Regions from separate parts of the Mus musculus genome. Here region 2 is linked to region 1. The links are chromatin contacts, called in public HiCAR-type maps. All regions are on one chromosome and are shown on one strand. The core of a region is the stretch at or near the end of the contact, and the rest is flanking DNA. Distances in the headings are between cores, read along the strand shown. Region 1 overlaps Gm52620 (a long non-coding RNA gene). Region 2 overlaps St6galnac3 (ST6 (alpha-N-acetyl-neuraminyl-2,3-beta-galactosyl-1,3)-N-acetylgalactosaminide alpha-2,6-sialyltransferase 3).

Region 1 (2,700 bases), core at 21-2,520:
CTGGTCACATGGCATCCACATGCAGAAATCAGAAATCCATGACTGAGTGCTTATTACTTAGTCCCCTTTTTCCATTTACACAGTCCAGGATCCTAGCTAGGGGATGCTGCCACCCAGAGTGGACAGATCTTCCAATTTCAATTGAGGTAATCAAGTAAGCCCGTACAGGCCCATCCAGAGGTCCATCTCCAAGGTGATTCTAGTTTCTGTCACGTTCACAATAAACCCTAGCCATCACGTTGGCCTGATTTTTTTCTTTTAAATGTAAAATCCCATGGATGTAACCAGAGCTGACTGTCCCAGAAACACGCACAGAATCTTAATTGAGCTTTGACTGTAAACTCCTAACCTTCTGTGGCTATGTTCTTACACTGCTGTCACTGCTAAGCAGCCTTGGTTCCTCAAAAGAGCTCTGAGGAATTCCATTACTGTGTCAAGTTCCTGAGATGAGAAGCCTGAGGTGGAGGAAGGGTCAGGGCCTGGGCTCCCTCTCCCCTGCTCCAGAACTCCCTCTAAGAATCTGCTGGTCCCATGGCTATGGGCAGAATGACTTCAGTCTTTACAGGCACCCCCCTCTGTGTGCTTCTATGTGCCAGTGTTCCATTTTCTGTAGACACAGCTGTATTACTCTAGACTTTCAGCCTGTCAGAGTCTGACCTCTTTTTAACTAGCTGGACACGCTTGTCTTTGTAACCATATGCCAGAGCACTGGAAATTAGGGCTTCAATCTCTGAATATTGGAAGATGTAATTCAATCCATATCAATTAATCTTCCAGAAAAGAGGACTGAGGCCAAAAGACAACCCGGGAAGATTTGCATGTCCTATCCACTAAAGGCATCCAAAGGCACGCCAGTATCTTCCAAGCTTTGAATCTGTATGGGATTTACAAAGGAAACTATATTAAACCAAGAGTTTCCCCATTATAGGTCACTTGGGAATCTATTTTCATAAGCAACTCCGTTTCATCCACTGGTATGCCTGGAATACCTCTCTGAAAACACAAGCAGATGTATTGTCAAGCAGTCCAACGGAGAAAGGCCGAAGACGTTTAAATCATGGTCATTTGTCTATTACCAACTGAGAGAACAAATTCCAGGCAGGCTAACGTGCCTCTTTGGCCGTCCATCAGCCCTGCTTCTCTCCTGGTCTCTGGGAGTGCTCAGGGGTGGCAACACTGATGGACTCAGAACTCGGAGCAAAGGAGCCCTCATTATCTAACACAGGAGCGCAAAGCAGGATGCTGGCACCTGGCCAAAGCTGTTTGAATGAGGTTGTGCACTCTAGTGCAGGCTCTGGTTGATCCCTGGCAGTGCGGGTCGAATGGGGAGGAAACAACAGCCTGGCAGTGGCTGATTCGTGCGTGGAAGGAAACCGAGATGGAGCCAGGCCCCAGAGCTGCCCATGCTGCTGCAGTTAATCAGAGCCACAGCTGGCTGCCGCGGGCCTGTGCATCAGTGGTCACGGGCTCTGGGGCCTCCTGTGGGCCTGGCAGCTCTGTGGTTTGTCACCCTGCTAATCCACCTGGGCACATCCTCCTGTGTGATGGAGCAGGAGCAAAGTCACTGTAGTGGCTGTACGCTTTCTTTCCAACAGATGCTGCTTTCCTGAACGCCTGACTTTGCGATTAACTCTGGCTTTTTTTTTTTTTTTTTTTTTTGCCATATGCCTTTCCCAAAGCCGCTTTAGCTCCTGGTGCAAGCTGAGCACGGGTGATTTCACTAATCCCGCGCGCTGTGGGCTCCCGGCAGCTTGCTTCTCTGCAGCATCTGTACTTGGCTCTTGGCCCGCCTCCTTTGGCCTGGCTAAAACAATTGCAGGCCTATTTGTCCGGACAGGCTCATTATCGGTTTAACCCGTGGACTCACAGCAGACACCACAGAGCCACCACCTCCATTCAGAACTGGAACTGATCAGAAAATATCCGTAATAGGACCACCCCTGTGGAGCTGTCTTCAATCCTGCTGTGGAAAGGAGGGAAGTGGAGCAGCAACAGAGCAGAGATGTACAGAGCCAGCCCAGGGCGGGGCCACTAAAATAGACCGGGATCTCGCTTGACCCAGGTGAGAAAAGGAGAAAGCTGTTATATGAACGTTGGTGAGGCACCAGTGTTATGTAAATTATCTGAAGCCAGATGGAAGACTAAGTCTGTTTGTTTGTTCAGTTTTTCAAACATCTACTCAACCTTCAACCGGCCCTTCTAGTTACACAGCATAGGATTAAGAAGTCGACACCCTCCTGGCGTCCACATATAACAGGTACCCACATGAACCAGCTACTAATCAGGGTGGAAGATTGACTGAGCTGAAGCCAGTGTGCTGGATCACAAAGACCAGGCAAAGAGGCTGCAAGTCTGTCTGAGCACCCATGCAGCTGTTTCTAGAAGCCTTAAAAGAAGGCCCATTGCGTTGCTAGGGAGATGGTAATCGGTCCTGAGGAGCTTGCCCTGGAAGCATAAGGACCTGCGTTCAGTTCCCAGAATTCATATTTTAAAAATCCTAGTCGATTGGCCGGCCAGCCTAGCCAAATTGGCGAGGTTCAGGGTCTCAAAAGATGAGGTGGACAGTAAGACCACCCAAGGTTAATCCTGCCTCTATTTGTAAATACACATGCGTACACACCAGTAAGGGAAGAAAGGAGCTCTTCTTCTGCGTGCCCACAACAGTGGACTTAAGTGTTCGAGTGCATGCACACACACACA
Region 2 (2,719 bases), core at 5-2,504, 570 kb before region 1:
TCAGTGAGACGTTCCTGAGTCTTAGAGGATTCCTGGCATCCTGTCCTCTTTGACTTCAATGGCTCCTCCCCTCCCGCCTCCCTCCTCATGTCCTGTGATGTTCACCCCAAACAAATTGGTCATAAAAGAGTGGAATATGCAGGGTCGGGAAGAATCAAATGTGGTTTTGTTTGTTTATCTGCAGGACGATTGAGAAACTTTTAAATGTTTCCAAAGAGGGGTTGTCTCATTCCTAAACTTATTCCCAGTAGAACTCCTCAGGATATAACCACACAGAGCAGGGTTCCGCAAGACATGCATCCCTCCTCCTCCTCTTCCTCCTTTTCCTCCTCTTCCTCCTTTTCCTCCTCCTCCTCCTTTTCCTCCTCCTCTTCTTCCTCCTCCTCCTCTTCTTCCTCTTCTTCCTTCTTTTCCTCCCCCTCCTCATTTCCTCCTCTTCTTCCTCTTCCTCCTCCTCCCCTCTTCCTCCTGTTCTTCCTCTTCCTCCTCCCCTCCTCCTCCTTTTTTCTGTTCTTCCTCCTCCCCCTCCTTCCCTTCCTCTTCCTCTTCCTCTTCCCCTCTTCCCCTTCCCCCTCCTCTCCCTCCTCCTCCTCCTCCTCCAGCCTCTGATCCCCTTTCTGTCCCATACGGGGTCTTATGCATCCGAAGATGAATCACCCCAGCTGGAGCTAACCTGATGGCTCCCTTTTTCTGCCCTGCCTCTCACAGACATTTCTCAGAGAAGCTCCCTTGGCTCAGTGATGTCTGTGAATCAAGTCTGGCATCCTTGAGCTCATACTCAAGACCCTGTTCTTAGAACAACTTGCTACGGTGTTTCCTAGGTCCCAACTCTCAGTGTTAAACTGTAGCCGCTCCTACCACCATGCTCCACTGGCCCAGCCTGCTGTCTTGCCCACTGATCTGGTCCTGCTGTGGGGCACCTAGGATGACCGATGCTTCAGATGTAGGCTGAGTGAGTGAGCTCACCCGCTGCCTCTGCTCAGGCTCAGGCCTTGCTCTGCTCCTGCCCCCTCTTTCGTTCACCCCTCACCCGTCACCATCTCCCTCTGCCCATCAGAGTCCAACTCTCTAAGAAGCCGTTCTCCCTGGAAGCCTCCTCTAATCGCGACCTCCCCGTGGCTGCTGTTTGTACCAACTTTCACAGTAAGTGCATTCTGTGGTGAGGTTTCTTTTCAGCTGAAAGGGATAATGGAAGATTCCTGTTCGCCTCTTCGCTCACCATGGAGCCTGCTCAGAAAACTACAGCAAACAGAACAGACCCAGCATGTTCTTTCAGCCAGCCAGCTTGGCGGGCGTCTCAGGCTGACAGTGGACTGAGTGGACTGTGCTGAGGCCTCTGTTCCACTTCTTCACGAGCCTTGTGGCGGGGCCTCCTATACTCCAGGGGCTGTTGCTGGGATTTTTATTTCTCTGAAGTTTGTTTCCTTTTCTAAGTACAGTTCTTTGGTAACAAAGGTCCATCACATTAGTAATATGCTCTGGGGATGAATTCCGCCCCGTATGTTCGCAAGGTAAGCATCGTCCTGACTGGGCTAGCCCTTCTTGCCCTGCCTGATCTGCATCCTCTCTGTTCTCCACTTGTCACCTGTGGCTACCTAGGCTGTAGCAGGCAGGCTTGTGCAAGTGTCGTCCACATATTATAACTGACCCGGTCATAGGGAGCTCCAGGACTTGTCTGGTGTGCTGAGTGACATTTGCTGAGGGACACAGCAAGAGGCTAAAGAACAAGGGTCTGTCTGCGGGCTGGAGCTAGCCTGAGATGCTTGCTCTCACGAGTGAGGTGCTGCATGGTGAAAGGGTGACCTACCCGTGCAGCTACAGTGGCAGGACAGTGTGGCACACTGCATTTGGGCTGGGTTGTCTCAGGTCTGACAGCTCCACTGATCCAACGCTTTCTTACAGACTCCCTTTAAGAGCCTCTTTGTGGTTCCTGTCAGGATGGCTCCATCAGTCACCAGCCTGGTGAGCTGCTTTTATGCCCAGTTTCTGGTGTGAAAGCCATGATTCTTTCAAGTTAGCCTCAACGTTCCTCTTTAACCTTTCCCACTCTGTTCCAGCTTACATTCCCCCCTTAATGGTGTTAGGCAAGGCCGACGGCAGACATCAGGCTCCCCACTCTTACCTGTGAGCAGGGCTGGCCATGAGGTTTCTTCATCCTCAGCCTGGGTTGGGTCTTCTTCCCTAATTGCTTTCTGCCGTCTTCCCAGGCACACCTGCCTTAGTGTATCCCTAAGGTGTTAGCCTGTTTACTCTCTTCCACATCCATGGCGTGGTGGATGTAGTGGGGACTGCTGTCAGCTTCCATTGTACAGCCACAGTGGCCTTGCCCTCTGTTCAGTGTATGCGTTGGCAGGGCACTGAGACCTTCCCTTAGGTGTGAATTTGCGTATCTGTAGACTGCATTCACTCGCAACGTGAGTCTCACTTCTGAGTTATCTGGAGGATGTTAATGAAGGGTTTCAGGTGCAGAGGTACGTGTGGTGGCCTCTAGTGGTGGCTGCTCGGTGCAGCAGGTTGGGGGCCAGTAGCTGTGTGGTTGTTTGAGACAGCCCGTGACACATATAGAGCGAGTCTTTCCACCTCAGCCGATGCTCACAGGCACGCCCAGAAGTGTGTTTCCTAGGCGGCTTCAGAGACGCCCCAGCTCTCCGCTTACACCGGACAGAGGATGCCAGGCTCCGTGTTCCTGTGAATTTGGCTTCTTTTTACCAGAGATAAT

The links. HiCAR-type assays count read pairs that join an accessible place to other places.
Region 2: a contact with region 1 is called in a HiCAR-type map of astrocytes, with 4 times the contacts expected there. The contact joins two enhancer-like sites. A contact is called at or near these places in 4 of 484 Hi-C or Micro-C datasets (the N1E-115 cell line, cerebral cortex, embryonic stem cells and 1 more), 1 of 115 datasets of contacts at active chromatin or transcription factors (astrocytes) and 1 of 9 other capture datasets (embryonic stem cells).

What each region holds. Positions count from the first base shown.
Region 1 is chr3:153,084,006-153,086,705 of GRCm38.p6, reverse strand. The region is part of intron 1 of Gm52620 (a long non-coding RNA gene); the gene reads right to left. Among named protein-coding and RNA genes, the nearest start is that of Gm52620, 7.1 kb to the right of the region's middle. Within about 2 kb of position 1,270, at least 82 of the 459 cell types and tissues checked have an H3K27ac peak or open chromatin away from gene starts, as enhancers often do. A contact at or near this core is called in astrocytes and cerebral cortex, where this site is marked.
Region 2 is chr3:153,658,351-153,661,069 of GRCm38.p6, reverse strand. The region is part of intron 1 of St6galnac3 (ST6 (alpha-N-acetyl-neuraminyl-2,3-beta-galactosyl-1,3)-N-acetylgalactosaminide alpha-2,6-sialyltransferase 3); the gene reads left to right. Among named protein-coding and RNA genes, the nearest start is that of Gm52633, 64 kb to the right of the region's middle. Within about 2 kb of position 1,254, at least 29 of the 459 cell types and tissues checked have an H3K27ac peak or open chromatin away from gene starts, as enhancers often do. A contact at or near this core is called in astrocytes and cerebral cortex, where this site is marked.